Regions from separate parts of the Mus musculus genome. Here all the other regions are linked to region 7. Evidence: chromatin contacts called from public promoter capture Hi-C data. All regions are on one chromosome and are shown on one strand. The core of a region is the stretch at or near the end of the contact, and the rest is flanking DNA. Distances in the headings are between cores, read along the strand shown. Region 1 holds the start of Slc37a1 (solute carrier family 37 (glycerol-3-phosphate transporter), member 1). Region 2 holds the start of Fbxl16 (F-box and leucine-rich repeat protein 16). Region 3 holds the start of Dusp1 (dual specificity phosphatase 1). Region 4 holds the start of 1700022N22Rik (RIKEN cDNA 1700022N22 gene). Region 5 holds the start of Pknox1 (Pbx/knotted 1 homeobox). Region 6 holds the start of Rab40c (Rab40C, member RAS oncogene family). Region 7 holds the start of Brpf3 (bromodomain and PHD finger containing, 3).

Region 1 (2,700 bases), core at 71-2,570, 2.5 Mb after region 7:
AAACAAAACAAAACCACGGAACACAGGCATAAGGGCAAGGGACTCTTGAGCAAGCTTGGTGATGGCAGGCCTGAGAACTAGTGACATGGGGAGGAGGCGCCTAGAGTAGATGTAAGCGTCCACTTGAGTTGCTGCCTACAAGGAATGGAGAGTTAGGGAGGAAAAAAAGGGGGGTGGGGTGGGAAACATCTAGCCAAAGGAACAGGGTAGAGTGGCCAGAGTTCCCCGGCCACTTCTATATGAGATGTGGGTGCAGGTGGCTCAAACAGGAAGTCAACTTTGCTTGTAGGGTACAGAACACTTCTCAAAAGCCTGTAGATAGAAGTATGGCTGGGCCTTCCCCAATTCAGCAGACTGCGTTCGCGCTTGTGGCGCGGGTGGGCTGTGGGGAGGAGAGTGAAGCTGTGGGCCGCCTGTACACCAACCAGTCTGAAGAGGGCGCTAGTTACCCCCGCCAAACACTCCTCACCCTCGCCCTGGCTCTCTCTGTTCATGCATCGGGTTGGTTTTGGTTTAGGCACGGTTTTACCCAGTGGGTGTTCCTAGGAAGTTGTTTTCCTGCCTGGTTTTGCTGTTCCAGGCAGGTGCTGATCTGCGGCAGGGGGCTGAGCGGCAGGACTGGCTTTGGATGCCAGGCCAGGCCGACACGTGGAGGCGTGAGGCAGATGCCCTTTAGAAAAGTAATCAGGCCCTTCCCGGACTTTCCAGGATCAATTCTTGGCAGGAGGTGTGGGGTTTGAAAGATAATTATCCGGAATTGACCAGGAAGCTGTGTGCCAGGGCACTTCTCATGACCGGGGTGGCTGGCCTTCAGGACTTAACCATGCAAGCCATTTATCACACTGACACAGGTGCGGTACCAGGCGTGTGCCAGCTCCATTTGTAGCATACCGGATGCTCTTGACTCTTGACACTTGATGTGGTAGGCCGAGAGAGGCCATCCTCAGTCCAGGACTCCGAGGGAGCAAATCTTTACCTCGGAACTTGTCTATGTCGCTGGCATTAGTAAGGTCCGCCTCGGGGACAAAAGCCTGGTGGTGGTGAGGTCCCCTAGGAGCTAGCGTTTGGCTGCTGGGCACCATGCCAGTAAGAGCCCGGCGTCCTGCGGGGCCTAGGAGAGCATGACAGGCAGGTGTGGGGACCCAGGAACAGCTAGAGGATGCTCCAGCTGAGCATCTCCGGGCTGTGTGCGATCTGAGCATCCCTTGGGCGCGCGCGGGGCCGGGGTCAGGGGGCGCGCGGGAGAGGGAGGAGCCGCACAGGGTCGGCGTTCACAGGGCCGGGAAAGTGAAAGGGCGGCCGCTCCAGGAAGTCGACGGCAGGAAGCACGCGACGCGGGCTGCGGAGCGCAGGTAGGCGCGGGGACAACGGAGGACCCTCCCCAGCGGCGCTCACCTGCCAGCCGCCACGCACCTGCCGTGGGCCCCGCTTCGGCCTCTCCGCCGTTTGTCTCCCTCTGCTGTGTGGCTGGAGAGCCGGGGACAAACCAAGCGCTTTTCCTAGAGTGGGACGTCTTTGAAGTAAGGGCTCCTAGAGTGGCCTTGAGAGACAGTGCGGGGGCGATCCGGTGCTGGTGACGTTGAATTCCCGGGGAAAGTGGAAGCAAAAGGTTCCCTGAGACCCGGGGGCTGGGGTCGCCTAGCTGTGATGCTGGGTCCCCTCCCGGCCCCAGGCCGCGAGTGACAGCTGTGAGAAGACGCCTGCCGGAGACCCAGCGCTTTGTCTGCTGCCGCTCGTAGGGGACGTGGGCGTGCCTGTAGCCTTCACCACCCGGCCAAGCGGCTGTAGGACCTGGGAGGAGGAGCCGGCTCGCAAAGCCCTTGGGAAAGCTCTCAGCCAGCACCCTGGGCTCCGGTTGTTTGTTTGCTAAAAGAACTGCTTCCCGGAGCCCGGGCTCTGTGGCCAACGCAGTGACAGCCACCGTCTGGGCGGTAATAAAGGGTTTAAACCACCGGAAAAGTCCCCCAGCTCCGCGCACTTAGGGTCCACCCAAGGATCTTGGTGGCCCGCAGGTAAAGATTTGCATTTGAACGGAAGACCCTCCCCTTGCTCTTGGTTTAAATTCTTAAGGTGCTTTTTCCTGGTCTTTAGAGCTCTCTGCACCTGCCTGCCTCCCTACCTGCCTTCTCGCCCTGGAACTTAAATTGCGTGAAGTTGGGCGAGTTGGTAAATATATTATTCGGCTTTACACAGAATTCCCTCTTTTGGGGGTCCTGTTTGCACCCTGAGTTCCTGGGAGTATTGTTACAGGTCTGGTTCGGTGGAGAACACCCGGGGTGCGTTGTTTGCTGTGAGTGGGCTAAGAGCTATGGTGGATAGAATTCTGACTCCTTGTATTTAAGCTCAGGACAAGTGAAAATAACAGTTTCTGTTTATCTCCCACGGCCAATGGAGCCTTTAAACGCTTAGAAAGGGCTCGATTAGAGGAGTTAGTGTTTGTCTTGGTTTAAAACAAAACTCTTGAAGCTTTTGGAGGGAGTTTGGTTCCCAGGTTTGCCCTTTTATAAAGTGCCATCATTTTGACAGGTTGCCTTAGGCTGCCTTGATGTTGCCTGTGTGCTAAAGACTGGAAAACCCCCCTTGGGGCATTGCTCTTGCTTTTGCTAACTCCCACCCACTCCTGAGTCTCCTTGAAGGGTTGATGGGTTCTGGGTAGCTCAGAGCCCGGTAGCTGGGAGGATCGTGGGTGTGTCTGTCCGT
Region 2 (2,700 bases), core at 19-2,518, 3.0 Mb before region 7:
TCTCTCTCACACACACACACACACACATATACTCACTCACACACACTGCCTAAGAAATACCTGAGACTGCCCTCTAACTTCTATTTGCACCTTCACATATATGATCATACACCACACACACACACACACACACACACACACACACACACACACACACACACACACCAGCTAGGATACAGCTTACTTCCCTTTCTTATTGCCCCTAGGCCTCACATCATTCCCAGGAGACAGACCTCCCATCTCCACAGCAGTTGGTCTCATCTGAGGACATTCCACCCTGAAGCTCCTTCTCTTCCAAGACGCTACTCTGCTGTCCCAACATCTGCTGTTTCTGGTCTCAAGAGAGACCCAGATTGGGGTCCCTTTAGCCTGCTGAGAGGTCTGGCTCTCCAGCAGCCCTTAATGGGTCCTTTTACACAAACCACCCTCCCTGGTCCATACAGGCTGCCACCACCTGACCTCTACTTCATCTCAGAGCGAACCTGTGGAACTCCATAAGGCAGGTCGATTCTCGAACCATTCCTACCAAGTGCTATGGGGACAGAGAGGGCGTCTCAGATCATTTGTGACATTGTCAGAAGTAACCCCTCCCCACTATCACTCCACTGTCTTGTGTTTTCATTGACGCTTGCTTTAGTCACTTGCTTGCAAGTGTGTGACTATGTCACCCAGAACAGGGATTCTTCTGCCTGACTCGCAACAGGATCGGAAGGGATATGAATCCTAGGGGCCATAAGGAGGGTGTGTGTGTGTGTGTGTGGAGGTGCGACGATGTCGATGTCTCCACTCGGCTTCTCTTTCCTCGCCCTCACAGGTGGCAATCCAAGCAAGGGCACATAGGGCCAGTTGCATCTGCGCAGGATCCGGAACCCCACTGCCAACCGCTCGCGCCAAGGACCGCAATTCTCCTCAGCTGGCAAGATTCTGGGTCGCCACCACTTTGTGCAGATGGGACACTCGAAGCTGCTCTTCGGCCGCGCGGCCTACGGGGTTTGTTATTGTGCGAACACCGGCCGCTGAGCGGGTGCTGCCGCCTGGCGCGTGCCCGTCGGTACCGCACCGGGAGCGCGCGGAGAGGAGCGGGGCGGGGTTGGGGATTCTCGACACCTCAGCCTGGCTCTAGAACCCGGATTGGTCCGGACGCCGGGAGCGCGCGAGGGCGCGGCTCTTAGGGCCGGGCGGGGGGCACGCGCGGCGCCGGCGGCGGCCGCGGAGGAGCGCGGGGAGGAGCGCGGAGGAGGAGCGCAGGGAGGAGGGGAAGGGGAGGGAGGAGGCGCCCGCCGGGTTCCCTGCAAAGCGGCCTTATTTATCTGGGCACAGCCTCAGCCTCCCCGGTGGGAGGCTCAGGGCGGCAGATCCTCTCCCACCGGGGAGCTCCGCTCGGAACTCTGCGGAGAGGGCCCTGGCGCGGGGCGCCGGGCGCGGGGCGCAGTCGGGCCCTGCTAGCCAGTCCAGCACCTCGGCCGCCTCCGCGCTAGGCGGCTCGGGTGCTGAGCTCCCCATGACGCGAGGTCGCCCGGCGGACAGCGTGGCATGAGCCAGAAGCCCTGGCCGAGGTAAGGTGTGTGTGCGCGCGCGGCCAGGCTGCGGGGAGGGGAGGGTCCAGGTCGAGCCACTGCCTCCGCGAAGGCTACAATGAGGAGGGGGCGGGGTGGGGACTTGGGACTGCGCCGCGGCCGCCGCCGCCTGAGCAGGGCTTACGTAATCGCAGCCCCTTCCCCACCTCACCCTTCGGCCGCTGAGCCAGCGGTTCCGCAGCCCCTAACCCTAGTGGCCGGCCTGATTGCGCCCCGCTCGCTACCGGCAGCGCGGTCAGGCTGTATCTCCGTACCACGGAATTGCTGAGAGGAAGCACGGTGGCTGCGAGGACGCGGAACTGCAGGCCGTCAGCCCCCACTCCTTCTGGCTTGGCTCTGGGCTCTCCCCACTCCAGCCCTATGAGCCTCCGGCGGACTGGAGGACGTGACAGGTGTTGATACAATTAAAAGGGAGGAGCCATGTGGATATGTGGCCTAGGGGTCCTGGACGCCTTCTGGACATGAGCTGGTATAGAGCTGCCGCCCACAGCTCTATACCAGGGAGTGGGCTGGCATGTCTTTGGTTCTAGAAAAAGAAAATGGGCCTTGGCCAAGATTGGAAGGCTTCAAAATGGGGAATGGGCATCCTGAGATTGCTGAGCAGGGCTTCCATGTCCTTCTAGGATGTTAGTCAGTGGGGGATCCTCCCCACCCGTCATCCCAGGAGAGAAGGCTGCACTGTTGAGGCCTGGATCTGGCCTAGCAGCCCTCCTGCTAGCCCCTCCCAGCCCGAGCCAGCAGCTGACCTCCCAGGAGCAGATGGCAGATGCCACTTCACCTGCTCCCTCCTGGAGGCCCGACTTCCACTGCCATCTTGTCCCAGGGCCCACTGACCAGGGTCTTCTCAGGCCTCCCTGCTGCCCCTTCGGGACACGGGACCCTCTGTTCCAGCCCAACACTTTGATGAAGTGCTGGACAGCAGCCTCATCGCAGCAGGGGGGAGGGGCGGGGGGGGGGCCGGTGTTGGGACAGGAGCCTGGATGATTAGGGGCTGCCTAGATCAGGTCAGAGGCATGGTGGAGCCTCGATTTCCTGCCTAGACGTGGCCTGAGGGCCGGGCTGGGAGCCATTGGGAGAAGAGAGGGAAAGTCAAGGTTGAAAACGTGGGTGATGTTGAGATAGC
Region 3 (2,700 bases), core at 28-2,527, 2.3 Mb before region 7:
CTGGGCCCCCCTGAAGTCAAAAAAACAGTCCAGCATTCGTCAAGCTCGTCCAGCGTGAGCACCAGTACCCATGCCCACAAAAACTCCCCGCTGAAAACGGGAGTTTCTGAAACTGGTGACCTCAGCACTGCTGTTGACATATTAAAATATTCGTAAAGAATCAAGCCCATTGGCCTGGACAGAGCCAACAAGCTCTTCCGTGCCAGCAACTGGGAGACTCAGCTCCATCCAATTGCTTCATGATGGACTAAAGATCCTCGTGTCCCCGCTAGTATAAATAAAGCTGCAGCCGCTTTCTATATCCTCCTGGCACAATCCTCCTAGACCTCTGCCAGCTCTGCCACCTCCCTGCCCTGCATGGACCCGGACTCCTACTAACCTGATCGTAGAGAGGGGTACTACAGGAGCTGCATCCGGATTCTGCACTGTCAGGCACACTAGTACTCAGGGGGAGGCTGAGCCCCGTGGGGGTGGACTGTTTGCTGCACAGCTCAGGGCAGGAAGCCGAAAACGCTTCATATCCTCCTGAGAATACAAAGGTACATATTTTCTCATTAGCACCACCGACACAGTACCTGGAGACAAGCCACTCACCCACCAGGGGCTGCGAGTTTACAAGGAAGGCTTAAGGAAGTCTTTGTTATGGGAGTGAAACAAAGCCACTGACAAGCCCCTGGAGACTGGACGCCGGCGCCCCCATACTCCAGGTGGGACGCCCCTTCCCTAGCTGATGGCATAAGTCCTGCCAGAGCTAGAGCGTACCTTGGAGAAAGAAGACTTGAGTGGAGCGCGCCTCTCGGCAGAGCGCGCCCGCGGCCAGGGCCAGGGTGCCGTCGCGCTTGGCGCCGTCCAGGGAGGCGCTGCGCTCGTCCAGCAGCACCACGGCGTGGTAGGCTCCGGCCAGCAGGCGGCCACGCAGTTCAGCGTTGGGCACGATATGCTCCAGGCCCATGGCGCCCTTGGCGCGGCGCCGCACGATGGTGCTGAAGCGCACGTTCACTGAGCCCGCGATGTGGCCGGCGTTGAAAGCGAAGAAGGAGCGACAATCCAACAACAGGCACTGCGCGGCGCCCTCTCGCAGCAGCGCGCGCAGCCCCCCGGCGTCCAGGATGCCCACCTCCATCACCATGGCCAGCCCCAGCGACCCCAGCGTGCCCGTTCTGCGGTTCTCCAGAAAAAGTCGGTCGATCTTGTGCGGTGTCCTGTGGCCCTAAGTCCCCAAGTGCTCGCTGCTCCTAATCTGGCTTCACCGCGCTTTCCTCCCGCCAGTCCTTCACTGCGCGCTCGTCCGACGGAGCGCGGTTTTATGTAGCCTCTCGGGGGCGGTCCCGGGCGCGGCACAGAAGCGGGGGGTGGGGTGGGGGTGGGGGAGAACGGTTTGTTTGTTTGAATGGCAGACACGTGACCGGGCGGTGACGTCACCCGCCCTACCGAGCTTGGCGCCGCCAAAGCCAAAAGCAAAGACGTCATCGGCCTAGGAGCCTCTCGGCTCTGAGCGCTGGCTCGCAGCCCGGCCCCCACCCTCCTGTCCTCTGGGCTCGCAGGCAGGACGGCGCGCTGCCAGCCCGGGTGGCCAGGACGCGCGGCCTGAGGACACCTGCCCTGCTCCCCTCCGCGGGTCTCCGCCGAACGAGCGGGGCCACTCCTGGTATCACGTTCTCAGCTGGCCCGGCTCTGGCTGCTGGAGTGGTGGGCGTGGCGAGCTGAGCGGGAAAGGGGAGTGGGTAGTGAGAGATGACTAATTCGGTCTATAGCCCTCTGGCTATACCGAGGACAAATGGCGAGAGTTGAGACGTCCTTCTTGAATGTCACTTTAAAAGTTTTACGCTGAACAAGGGAATGCTTCCAGTTAGTTCCCACCCCCCACCCCGGAGTGTTATCTTTACCGCGGTGGTCCCTAGAGGACTTACTTGGAGCAAAGGGAGGAGGGTTGCAAGATCTTTGGAGCCCAGGTTTAACATTGGGGTTGGGGGGGTGGGGTGGGGGAGACTTGGGTAGAGCTCCACAGCGCCGCCTAGGGACGGCCCAGAACATTGTCGTCGCGTGGCATCAAGAGGATGCTGCTAGCCGCTGCTCCTCTGTCCCCCAACACAACTTTCTTTTGTTTTGTTTTGTTTGTTTCAGAGAGGATCTTGCTGTGTAGCTCTGGCTAGTCTTGAACTCATAGAGATCCTCCTGTCCCTGACTTACTAAGGATTAAAGGCATCTGCCCTCGTGCCTTTCATCTCCACTGAACAGAAGCTGAGCACACCAAGGACTCAGGGCCAAGAGCCTTGAATCCGCCACTCTGTGGGACAAACTGTACTCATCACACCTGGGAAGACCGAAATGGTGTGTGTGTGTGTGTCCTTCCACAAAACTCCATGACTACAGGGTAGGCAGTGAGTCCGCCGCAACACCACGGAGTTGGATACACAAACATAAACATTGCACCACTCTGAAGGGGTGCCGAGTCAGGAACATTCTGCGGTTTCTTCCTCTTTGCAAGGGGAGGTGTCTTACTACCATGTGTCTTTGCCCAGCAACGTCCGCTTTGGCCTCTCTTAGCTCTTGCGCTCTGCCTAGATTCTTCTGTAAATTCAGAATACGTTATTTTTAAAGGGCGTTTTTACATTCCTTTGAGCATTGATCCTAAAAGAACAGCAAAGAAATCTTCAGATAACACCACCCTCCCTACATCTCAGAAGAGCGACAGAAAGA
Region 4 (2,700 bases), core at 24-2,523, 2.8 Mb before region 7:
AATGGGTGCATCTCTGTGGAGCAGAAGGACCTCAAAGGAAACAGAATCTACTACCCCATGGAGGCAAGCTACTGTTCAGCAAGACACAATTGCCCTAGACTGCAGAACTGTGGTCCTGAGCGCATCCCTGACAGCTAGACTCTGGAAGCAGGGAGAAACTCAAGAGGCAAGCTCCACATCTGTGACTTGCAGTTCTCCAGACTGGGAAAGGGGAAATTGCCACTGGAGGGGTAATCTCACAGTTTCTTACTGAGTAGCAGTTCTTCCTGATTTATTGCTGAACTGCAGGGTCAGCAGCAAACACTCAGGTAGGCTCTCAGGTTCTCCTGAAACTCAGGAGGTATCTATCCTGTTTTCGAGGCTAGGTGTTTCGCGGTCCTGTTTCAGTATCTGTACTCAGGGACCCTAAGAGCCAGCCTAGCAAGGACCATCTGGCCACACAACAGGGTTCCCAAATCAGACGTGGAAGGGCCCCTTTTTCAGAAAACAAAAAGAAAATCCCGCAGCTGTCAAGGGGCTGCTCTGTAACTTTCTCGGCCTGCTGACAGGCCCGCAAAAACAGAAGTGTGGGATGAGGGGGCACACAGGACGCTTTACTCTTGCTGCCGCCCCAGGCAGCTGCAGGTTTCTGCAGACAGTGCCCCCACGACCTATACCTTCGTACAGTGGGCCAACGCTTAGCCCCGGACAAGAGGGCACTCAAGGACAGGCAGGCACCGAGGGTCGCCTGCGTCTGAGGTTCCTAGGCTGGCCTCGAGTGACCCACACCTCCGGCGCGCTTCCCCCTCCCCTTCCCGCTCACCACAAGCCAGGCTACTGCTCCCAGGACAAACATGGAGCATCCCGGCTGATGCCCTGAGGCCGAGCTCTACGAGTCCTAGGCCGTCTGGCCGGCCGCCTACCGTGGAACTCACCTTAGCGAGCCGGCGGCGCCTCCTCAGCGCTCGCGATCGGTCTAGGCGGGCGCGGCCCTAGTGCCGGCCCTCAGTCGGTTGACCCACAACTTCGACCGGAGGGCACCAAGGGCCCCTTCGCGCCAGCCGCGATGCTCCGCCGGCTTAGCGCGTTTTGGCCGCGAAGATCCGTCTCGGCCCGGCAACCTTACAAACGCCTCCGTAGCTAGCGCCCGCCGTCCCGCCCGGCCTACCCGCTACGCCTTACGCTGCTTCCGTAGCGTGGCGCCCAGCCGGGGCCCGAGGCTACAGCGCGTCAGGGGCGCACGCGGCACTGGGAACCCGGAGCCGGGACTACGGCTCCCACAGGGCAGAGCGACGCGGCTCAAGGCACGCCGGGAATTGTAGTCCATGAATGGTCCTACCCTCTACTCTTTCCCTGAGATTTCGCCCTCCCAACGTGACCGGAGACGCTCAGTTCACGGATGCAGTTGGTACTCCCAAGCTAGTTTGATGTGGCGCGCTGGATCCGGGAAGAGAACGGACTACAGCTCCCAGGATCCCCTTAAGATGGGCTTTGGGCTCCGGTAGGCGTCCACGGGGTTCGAGTGTTACTGCGCCAGGGGAGATGTCGGGAGTCTGGGTCGTGATTTTGTACAAGGTCTGAACCGGTTGTCTGCTGCGTTGGGGCAGTAGGTGGTACAGTCCAACCTAGCTGCCTTGGCTGCTTTCTACCTCTTCCAGCGACTTCTGGTTTCTTTCCCAACGGTCTGAAGCAGCAACCGTGCTGGCACTGCTCCTTCCGAGGTTACTCCATCTGAGGTCTGTGTTTACTCGAGTGCTAGATAGGCACGTCACTTTTTCTAGAGAAACACTGGCATCTGAGGCAGTCCTTTGAGTTATGTTCACAAGAGCCCCCAAGCTATTTCCCATTAGAGCCCTTTGGCTCCCCCGAATTAACTTAATTCCAGCCACTTGTCCTCTGCAACTGAAAGCTAACTAAGAATCAGGCTGCTAGCCGGGCGTTGTGGCCCACGCCTTTAATCCCAGCACTCGGGAGGCAGAGGCAGGCAGATTTCTGAGTTCGAAGCCAGTCTGGTCTACAAAGTGAGTTCCAGGACAGCCAGGGCTATACAGAGAAACCCTGTCTCAAAAAACAAAACAAACCAAACCAAAAACCAACCAAAAACCAAAAACCAAAAACAAAAAACAAAAAAAAACATAGCACATAGCAAAAGGACACCCGGCACTCTGAATGTTGTGTGAGAGATTGGGTACTATTTGCCCCCGGACCCAGAAAACCTGAGTCTGGCTCAGTAGAGACTACAGATAATGTTTCTGGGAAATCATTCATGCTCCAGAAGCTAGAAAGCTAAAGACTGGCCATTGAATTCAGGATGCTGTGGGGACACCTATGCCTGAATGGGGAAGACACCAAATTTTGGCAAGAGGAGAGGAGCAGAGGCTGTCTTCCTGAGCCCCCTGACAGTGGTGAAGTCACTGCTCATTCATCAGTAGGTGATACCCATGATCAGGAGAATGGCCAAGCTGGATCCAGGACAGTATCTCTGGTCACTACGGGTCATCACTAGTGCAATGATGTATCACTGCACTAAGTAAGATGATCACACAGCAGGTAAAGCTGGATCATCCCAGGTTGGCTGAGCCCTGATCTATGCTAGTGTAGTATGGGCCAGAAGACAGACACCCTGTTGAGTGCACAGACCACAGGACACCCTGCAGAGGTCAAGAAGGGCAGAGAGAGCTTTGCAGGGACAGAAGCCATAGATCAACCACCCTGACTCTT
Region 5 (2,718 bases), core at 95-2,594, 2.8 Mb after region 7:
TTGTGCTTCGACTACCCAAGTGCTGAGATAACAGGCATATGTCACCATATTAAACCTGGTAAGGTTTAATGTGTGTTGGGGATCCCACCTAGGGTTTTGTGTATGCTAGGTAAGCACTCTTATCAGCTGAGCCATATCTTCAGCTCCCAAACCCAGTTTTTCAAATTTTAATATTGTTGTTGCTATTGTATGTGGACAAATGTGTGTGCATACCACACATGTGTTGGTAGTTGGTTTTCTCCTTCCACGTGGGTTCTGTGGTGAACCGAACTGTAGCTACAAAGAGAGTGATGCCTTGGGGTGTCTGTGGAGCCTTGAGGACACAGGAGGGTGTCCTACCAAACACATGCTGCGGCTTCCTCAGGCCCCTTCCAGCCAACAGTCCTGGGGTACAAGGCTCCTCCTGAGGAGTGTGGGGTCATCAGAACCGCTTTAATCTGTGTACGGATGAGAAGCACCGATCACACACTCAGGCGGCCACTGCATAAAACTGTTGCCTAGACAAGCCAGGCAAATTGAGGGCCTCTTTCGCTCTGTCTTTTACTTCGATCAGTGAAGCCACGGGGCCCGGGGTACGCTGCTGCAGATGATCTGGTTAGGCAGAGCTTCAACTAGAGACAACACTGTCCAGTCCTCCTAAGGAAAGGTCTCTTTCTTTCTTTTTCTTTCTTTTTTTTTTTTTTTTTTTTTTTTTTTTTTTTGGCCTGGAGTCCTAACGGACCAGATGTCAGACCGCAGTCACTTCACGGTCAGTCAGGAGACTGCATCCATGGTTAGATCCCAGGGCAAACATCTCAAGCGCTCAGTCCTTCGGTCTTTAAAGATGAACGCCTACCTCCTCGCGCCTACCCCAGCTCCAGAACCTTGATTGCGAGGCGCCGCTCAGAACGAAGGGCTAGAGCCGGGAGGCCCAGAATCGCGAAGGTCCTCTGATGGTACAGCCCGTACTCCCCGCCTGAGCTGCAGATGGTTCCACCCAGTTCCACAAACCTTTATCCGAAGGGAGGGAGCAGACGAGTGCGCAGAGGAGGCGTGGTCTATAGCTCTCTGGGCCACGCCCCACGGCGTGGTCATGAAACATAAGCTCTGCCTCTGGGGCGGGGCAGGCTGCTACTGGCGCCCGGGCTGGGCCGCTGGGTGGGGCCTGGCTGAGTGCGCGCAGCGGGGCGGGACCGGCCTCTGCCCCGCCCCGCTTGGGCCCTCCCCCGCCCCCTGCCTCGCCCCCGCCCCACCCGCCCCGCCCCCCGCCCGCCGTCGCGCTGGGCGGGGGCGGGGCCCGGGGTCGGCAGGCCCCGCCCCCGCGGTGAATATTGATGCGGCGCGCATCGGCGTCGCCCTCCTCCCATTGAGCGAGGCTGTGTCGCGTGGCCCGGCGTCGGCGTGACGGTTGGACGCGGGCGCGGCACTGCGGGTCCCGATTGCTGCAGCCGCTTGTCAGTGTGATGAAGATTGGCACCCAGGTAAGCTGTCACTCAACCGCTCCGCCGCCGCCGCCGCCGCCGCTCTCGCTGCCGCCGTCCCTATCAATCACACCGGCCGAGGCCGCCGCTGCCGCCGCCTCCGCCGCTGCCTCTTCCGCCGCGGGCCAGGCGGGCGGTCGGGCGGGCGGTGCCCCGGGCCGCACTTGACCCGCGCCCGGGGCGGGGGCGGGGGCGGGGGGAGGGGTGCGCCGATGGGGGGAGGGGGCGCTGAGGCCGCGGCGCGGGGGCGCGCCCGGCTTGTTTTCCTGTGTGGGTTCAGGGGCGCGGAAATTTCTCGAAGGCGGCAGGGCCTCCGCGCTGGGCCCGCTCGAAGCGCGCGCCTAACCGTCGCTCACGGAGTGCAGCTCGCGGCTGCGGGGGCGCGCGGGCCGGCGGGGGCGCGCGGCGGCGGGCTGAGGGCCGAGGGCCGAGGCCCGGGGGCGGCGCGGCAGGAAGATGGCGGCGGGGTCGGCAGCCCAGAGGGGCGGCCGGAGCCGGTGTGGGGCTTCCCGGGGGAGTCCGCGGATGGTGACAGCGTGTCGCGCGTGTCCACGGCCCGTCGGGGAGAGCTTCTCGAGGAGCGCTTGGTCCGCTGTGCCTGCTCCGTGTGTATCTGAGAAGGGAAGCGGTGCGGCTAGGAGCACCGAGCCCGGCGACGTCGCGGCTCCAGGCTCCGGAGGCCGTAGCCTGCGCGGTCGGTCCCACCGCGCCAGCCGGGAGCGCGCGGGCCACGGGGGCCAAGATTGAGCACACATCAGGGATTCTGGATAGTTGAGACGTGGGTGTCGGCTCGACAGGGAAGCCTCTTCCAGAAGTGACTTGTTTTTGTTTTATTTTATTTTTTTTAAAGATGTGGGTGATTTCCACTAAAGGATGGAAGAACACGCCTCTAAGCAGGCCTCCTGTCATAGCACTAGAAAAATGAGCTTTCCCTAAACACTCCAGGGAAGGATTTGACTGAGGCGGGAACGCGTTGCTAGCACGCTTTTTGTTGCTCATTCGGTGTCCAGGTGAGGCAGGCAAGAGTCCCTAAACCCTCCCAGCCTGTGCGGGCCATCCCGTTGGCAATAGCGCGCTGAGTCTTAGATCCACCATTGTGTGAGGTACCGTTGAAGCTTAAGGTTCTTCCTGGAGAACTTTGGCCACCAGGGCACCAGGAGTTGATGCTCCTTAAGAGAGACCCCTGTGCTTTAGGATAGAACAAGGATGGCTGGGAAGATAGCTCGGTTCCCCCCCCCCCCCCCGCCCCCAACCAGCT
Region 6 (2,700 bases), core at 171-2,670, 2.9 Mb before region 7:
GAGGATCCAGCAGGAGGCTGTGTGGATATGTGGTTGAAGCTGATGGGGAAAGGAAGAGTGGAGCAGGGACAAGCAGTCTCTCCAAAGCACAAGTTAACACTAAGCATTTCTGAAGCCAAGCCCAGCCCTTCCCACACTCCCCCATTGGAAAGGTAACCCCCCAAAGCCTTTCTGAGCAGGGCTGTCACCCTGGGACGCCCAGTTAAATACCAGTCAAGGCTGCCTGGCTGTGCAGAGGTCTTTTCACATACCCTGCAAAGTAAAACCATGACTCTTCCTTTCCTGCGCTGAAGATGCCTGCTGTGAACTGAAGCTGAGAGGTGCTTGGGGAGGACTTACAGAGAAGATCCAGCGCTACTGTTCAAAAGGAAGGGTCCTCCACTGATGTCCTGGCAGTCATCACCCTTGACAAGTCCTAACTGCTAAGAGTGGTAGATGTCTTACCTACACACTCAGCTGTTATTTACCAGACCGCCAGTACTCAGAGCAGTAAGACAGGGCTAACAAGACCCCAGAGAATGAAGTAAAAAAGCAGAGTAAAAGGGACTCGGGAAGCGACCAGGAAGGTAGAATTAGTCCAGTGATATAAGATGACAGGCCCACTGCACATTAATTCCTCCGGAGTCAGCAGCCCCTGTGATCCAATCCCACCCACTGTTAGCTACGATTTTACCTTAAATATCTAAATTAAGAGGCAAGCTCAGGCAAGTGCCAGTGATGCAATCTACCTTGTGTATTTTTTGCCATGCACCCGGAAGTTAACAAAAATCACATCGCAGCAGACCTATTTTCTCCCTGCACAGGGTGCGGTGTCTCTGAGCAAACCCCTCCGGCGGCAGTGCGGTGAGCACCGGGCCCGTCGTGCGGTATCTGCCGCGCGGCCCATTCCAGGCCCTAATGGACTCCAAAGACCTGCTGCTGTGACTTCTTAGTAGCCACCAGGACCCGCGCCCGCTTGCCGACGGCTCCTCAAGGCAGGGCCAGAGGATACCGCAGCGACACGCGCAGAGGCCGCCCGCTCCCGCGACAGGCCGCTCCCACCTCGCGCGCCCACAGCCAACCCCGGCCTACCGTTGCTGTAGGCGTACGGGGATTCAGCTGCGCCGTCCTGAAGGCTCTCCAGGATCTCGCCTTTGCCCACGTCGCTGTCGCCCACCAGCAGGAACTTGAGCAGGTAATCGTAGCTCTTCACTGGACTGCCCTGGGTGCCCATCCTCCCGCCCGCCGCACCGCGGCCCACGGCACCGCCGCCAGACCTGCGGGCGAAGGCTGGTGAGCGGCCGTGCGGTCAGGACGCTGATGCTCCCGCCCGCTGGCCACCGCCCCCAGTGCACCCGCCCCGCTGCCGCCAGCTTCACCTCAGCCTCCTAGCCGCCGCCGCCGCCGCTGCCGCCGCCGCCACCCGCCGCTTCCCGCACGGCACCGCGCAGCCCCGCAGCCCCGCCCCCGGATGCGCCGCCGCCATTGGCCACCCTCCGCCGGCCCTCTCCGGGCCATTGGCCTGGCAGCCTGGCCGTCACGGTCGCCCCGCCCCCACGTCGCCCCACACAAGGTGCCGCCCAGCCCACGGTCGCCCCGCCCTGCCCACTCGCCACTGCTACTGGCCCGCTGCCACCCTCTTTCTCACTTCTGTTGGTCTACATGCTTGTCTATCACTGAAGTCCCGTCCCCGCTATTTCGTACACAGTGTTGCTGAGGCTGGCGTTTTTCCCCGCCTCCTCGCTGTGACCATTGGCTACTTCCCACTGATTTTCCGAAATCATTGGTTGCTCTTGCATGTCCATCCCAACCCCTACTGCTTCCTGCAGGATGCCTCAGAGCCATAGTAGCCGGGCACCGACCTGCAACATCCTGGCCTCCCGCCCCCTCGTCATCACCATTGGCTACTACTGCTAAGGCATTTGTGCCATCTAACATCGATCATAACCTCCTAGGCCCACCCCTTTCCTAATTCGGGCCAATCAAGAGTCAAACATTACACAAGTCTACCCTTCCCCCCTCGTGGACAAGCGGAAGGGTAGAGATAACTCCTGCTTCAGCTGAGTCCCGGGAGGAGGGTGTTGGAAGGGGGCAGGTTATCTATCAAGCTGCGTTGGCCGGCCGCTCTCACAGAGACCCAGAAGGGAAGTAACAAAGTTCGTCGTACACTGTGGGGCTCGCCTTCCCTGAGGGCAGGGCGGGGACAGCCACTTAGTGTTCGCCCTGGAGGGGCAAGCCTCTCTCCCTTGTGGGCTGTTCCAAGGGGTGGGACTTCCTCCTGGCTGCGGAGTGGGCGGGGCCGCTACTGAGTGTTTTGGCACAAGGATGGCGGCTGAAGTCCACCTCTGAGCTGTCTCTTGTGGGGGACATCCTTCCCAAAGCGGATCCTGAGGGCTTGGACCAGCGACTGAGCAGCGTTGGCCCGGTGAACTCCAGGATGGGCAACGCATTGCATGTGCACACTCGGTCGGCCAGCTCCAAGGCTGGAGGGCCACGGACAGCGTTCTTGGTTAAGAGTGCATTCACAAGTCACATAAATAGCAAAAAATTTAAAACGTAAAACATAAGCCGGGCGTGGTGGCGCTCGCCTTTAATTCCAGCACTCGGAAGGCAGAGGCAGGCGAATTTCTGAGTTCGAAGCCAGCCTGGTCTACAGGGTGAGTTCCAGGACAGCCAGGGCTATACAGAGAAACCCTGTCTCAAAAACCCAAAACCAAACCA
Region 7 (2,700 bases), core at 139-2,638:
AGGCGATTGCTTGGCTCCACAAGCCACGCCCTTTCCTTCTTAAAAATTGGTTATTTTTGCAGTATGTTATTACCATCTATCAAGAACACACTCCTGTAAGGAAACCCAACTTCCATGCTTCACTCAACTGGTAAATTCTCAACTCTTAGGATGCTGAACACCTATACTTCAATGTAAATAAAAACACAAGGTTTGGGCCGTGAGAAATGTTTATTCTCTACTCTTTCAACTGTAGTACCCAGGTCCTGGATACCAGAGCCAATCGAGCAATTGAAAGTCTCACCAGCCGTTCGTGTAGAGGAAACGCTTTCAAAATATATCATTCATCTTCATCTTCGATAGCAGTTTATCCATATATCCTTTATAAGCATCATTAAGTATTGGTGCTTAAGATCTCTGTCACGAGGTAAGCTTTCAAATTTATAGGTACATGCGCTCGTGGAGGGGCAAAGGGACCTTTTCTTCTATTTATTTTTTCTTTTATTAGAACAAAAGGCAGCTTGAGTACACTTCAAAGTCTGGGAGTTGCTGTTTGACAGGCAGGCTGCCTTTGAGAAAGCCGTTCAGTGCATTAAATTAACCGACTCCTGGCCAAATCAAATTCAAGGGGAAAAGTATTTCCCATGCCTAGAGTGACAAACGGAATTACGAGGCACGCTTAAGCAGACTGTCAAACTTTTATGTTTACTTAAAAAAAAAAAAACTCCACACAGATGGAAAAGTCTGGTCCGTGGCAGCCTTGTGTGCCAGGAGAGGCTCACCTGTACACACACCACAGGCACGGGTCTTTCCCGGGCTGTCCGCACTGGGGGAGGGGATGGGTGGACATCGCTAGACCTTTGTCCCGGGGGCCTGGGGAGGGACGACTTTCTGGAGGCTTCGCAGCCACCTGCACTCTGGGAAGCCACACACAGTGTGGCCCTCCGGGGTCGTCCTGGGGCGAGCTTTGTGGGTGGGTGGGAGCATGGGCGTTCCCACCTCGGGGGCGGCGGGTGGCCCCACGCTCTGGCTGGGATGGGGTGAGCCACCGCTCCGTGGATTCAGAGTGGGAACCCCGACTAGATCAGCTCTGGGACAGGCCCAGGGTGAAGCGGCCCCGCCGCGTCCGCACCGCCACCGTGAGGCCGTGCCGGGGACGGTGCCCCGTGGAGGTGGCGCTGCCGCTTCGCGCTCATCTCCCCGCCCGTCTCCCCGCCGCCGCTGCCGCCGCGCCGGGCTGGGCTCGGGCGGGGGCATCCGCTCCGGTCTCCCCGCGCTTTCGCGCTCCCGCTTCGCGTGCGGCGGCTCGATCCGGGGAGGGAGTGAGGGAAGGGGTGGAGGTGGCGGGGGGAGGCCGAGGGGCGGATCCTGCCTGGGGGCTGATCCCTCCCTCCCCTCGGCCGGGCTCCGTGGCGGGCGGCAGCGGTGGTGGCGGCGGTGGCTCCATTCCCCCTCCTCCCCCGGGAGAGGCGGCCGGGCCCGGGGAGACGGAGCGGAGGGCCGGAGCGGGAGGAGGCCGCGCTCCCTCAGCCGGGCCGCGCACGGAGCTGCTCGCTCGCCCGGCCCGCTCGCCCGGCCGCTCACCCGGCCGGCCGCGCTCGCGCTCAGGGGGCCCCCGAAGCTAGGGGCCCGGCCGGCGGCTGAGGTAAAATGGGGGCGGCGGCGGCGGGGCCGGAGCGAGCGGGGGCGGCGGGGGCCGGCGGGGAGCGAGCGCTGCGCGCGAGGGGGCGGCCGGGGCGCACAGGGGTGTCCCGATGGGGCGTGGGGGTGACGCGCGACCTCTCCCCCGGAGCGAGGGCGGCGACGAGGCCGGGAAAAGCGCGCGGAAGGGAGCTGCAAAGCGAGGACCCCCTCCCGCACCCGCCATCTTGTTTCTCCCCGGTCCTGGCAGCCAAACGGCTAAGCCCCGCCCTCCCCGTGCTCCCCTATTGGCCTGGCTAGACCAGAGTCCCGCCTTCAGGGGCCGCCCTCGGCGCACGGGTTCCCCCTTGACGGGCAGGTTGGGCGGCCAATAAGTGCTTGCATCTCCGCGTCCTCCCCCCCCCTCCCCACCCCTCCGCCGTTCGCTGGCGCTCGCTTTCTCTGTGAGGGTCGGACTCTGCGTCTATCTGTGGTGCGCCTACCCTCTGGGTTGTTTTTTTTAGGGGGAGATATTTCTCTTTTTTCTCCTTCGGGGGGTGTCGTGAAGATTCCACTGGAAGAGGAGTCCCTTTAAAGGGACAGAGACCTTGTCTGGAGTCTTACCTGGTCTCATGAGTCCCTTGTGTGGCGTGCAGGGCGGGTTCCGTCCAATTGTTGAAACTCCTCATTCGGGGGCCAGGGTGAGGTGGTCGAGTTGGGGATCCCGGGTCGCTAAGAACGTCTCTGAAGGGGGCTGTTGGGGGTACTCGGCAGTGTGTGTATGGGAAGAGTTGTGTACGTGAGGAAACTCCCGCCAAAAAAAAAATACCAACCCTGGTCTAGTTGTTAGCTCCTTGTAGGCGAAACTCTTGGTTTCCCCTGGCAGTAGCCCAGCTGGGTCCCATGGGTTTGCCCCCTGTGATCGCATCGCGGGAGCCCCGAATGGGGATGGAGACGACTTCTGAGACTACAGGATGGGGTTCTTGTAGATTCTTCAAAATCGATACTGAAGTGTGTGTTTCCTCTCCAGAGGCTGCTTGCCTTTGGAGAATTGGGGAATGGAATCTGTTGGCTGGGACTACTTTTGAGACCTTGAGGTTG

Evidence for each region. Promoter capture Hi-C pulls out the DNA fragments that hold promoters and counts their contacts.
Region 1: a contact with region 7 is called in a promoter capture Hi-C map of pre-B cells, with 4 times the contacts expected there. The contact joins the promoter of Slc37a1 here to the promoter of Brpf3 in region 7. A contact is called at or near these places in 2 of 39 promoter capture datasets (liver and pre-B cells).
Region 2: a contact with region 7 is called in a promoter capture Hi-C map of liver, with 7 times the contacts expected there. The contact joins the promoter of Fbxl16 here to the promoter of Brpf3 in region 7.
Region 3: a contact with region 7 is called in a promoter capture Hi-C map of pre-B cells, with 2.7 times the contacts expected there. The contact joins the promoter of Dusp1 here to the promoter of Brpf3 in region 7. A contact is called at or near these places in 1 of 39 promoter capture datasets (pre-B cells) and 1 of 115 datasets of contacts at active chromatin or transcription factors (astrocytes).
Region 4: a promoter capture Hi-C map of liver shows a contact between it and region 7, with 5 times the contacts expected there. The contact joins the promoter of 1700022N22Rik here to the promoter of Brpf3 in region 7. A contact is called at or near these places in 2 of 39 promoter capture datasets (liver and pre-B cells) and 1 of 9 other capture datasets (liver).
Region 5: a contact with region 7 is called in a promoter capture Hi-C map of pre-B cells, with 3 times the contacts expected there. The contact joins the promoter of Pknox1 here to the promoter of Brpf3 in region 7. A contact is called at or near these places in 2 of 39 promoter capture datasets (liver and pre-B cells).
Region 6: a contact with region 7 is called in a promoter capture Hi-C map of liver, with 3 times the contacts expected there. The contact joins the promoter of Rab40c here to the promoter of Brpf3 in region 7. A contact is called at or near these places in 2 of 39 promoter capture datasets (liver and pre-B cells) and 1 of 9 other capture datasets (adipose tissue).

The regions. Positions count from the first base shown.
Region 1 is chr17:31,294,904-31,297,603 of GRCm38.p6, forward strand. Slc37a1 (solute carrier family 37 (glycerol-3-phosphate transporter), member 1) reads left to right here and starts at 1,321. Exons shown (of 20, transcript NM_001242427.1): 1 at 1,321-2,012.
Region 2 is chr17:25,807,831-25,810,530 of GRCm38.p6, forward strand. Fbxl16 (F-box and leucine-rich repeat protein 16) reads left to right here and starts at 1,269. Exons shown (of 6, transcript NM_001164225.2): 1 at 1,269-1,556.
Region 3 is chr17:26,507,195-26,509,894 of GRCm38.p6, forward strand. It overlaps Dusp1 (dual specificity phosphatase 1), which reads right to left and starts at 1,278. Exons shown (of 4, transcript NM_013642.3): 1 at 763-1,278; 2 at 380-525; 3 at 1-10. The coding sequence starts at 1,129.
Region 4 is chr17:25,984,557-25,987,256 of GRCm38.p6, forward strand. It overlaps 1700022N22Rik (RIKEN cDNA 1700022N22 gene), which reads left to right and starts at 1,274. Exons shown (of 2, transcript NR_166913.2): 1 at 1,274-1,480. Capn15 (calpain 15) reads right to left here and starts at 1,318. Exons shown (of 12, transcript NM_001347334.1): 1 at 915-1,318.
Region 5 is chr17:31,563,429-31,566,146 of GRCm38.p6, forward strand. It overlaps Pknox1 (Pbx/knotted 1 homeobox), which reads left to right and starts at 1,345. Exons shown (of 11, transcript NM_016670.3): 1 at 1,345-1,460.
Region 6 is chr17:25,918,294-25,920,993 of GRCm38.p6, forward strand. It overlaps Rab40c (Rab40C, member RAS oncogene family), which reads right to left and starts at 1,421. Exons shown (of 7, transcript NM_139154.2): 1 at 1,359-1,421; 2 at 1,072-1,256. The coding sequence starts at 1,213.
Region 7 is chr17:28,799,738-28,802,437 of GRCm38.p6, forward strand. Brpf3 (bromodomain and PHD finger containing, 3) reads left to right here and starts at 1,389. Exons shown (of 13, transcript NM_001081315.1): 1 at 1,389-1,624.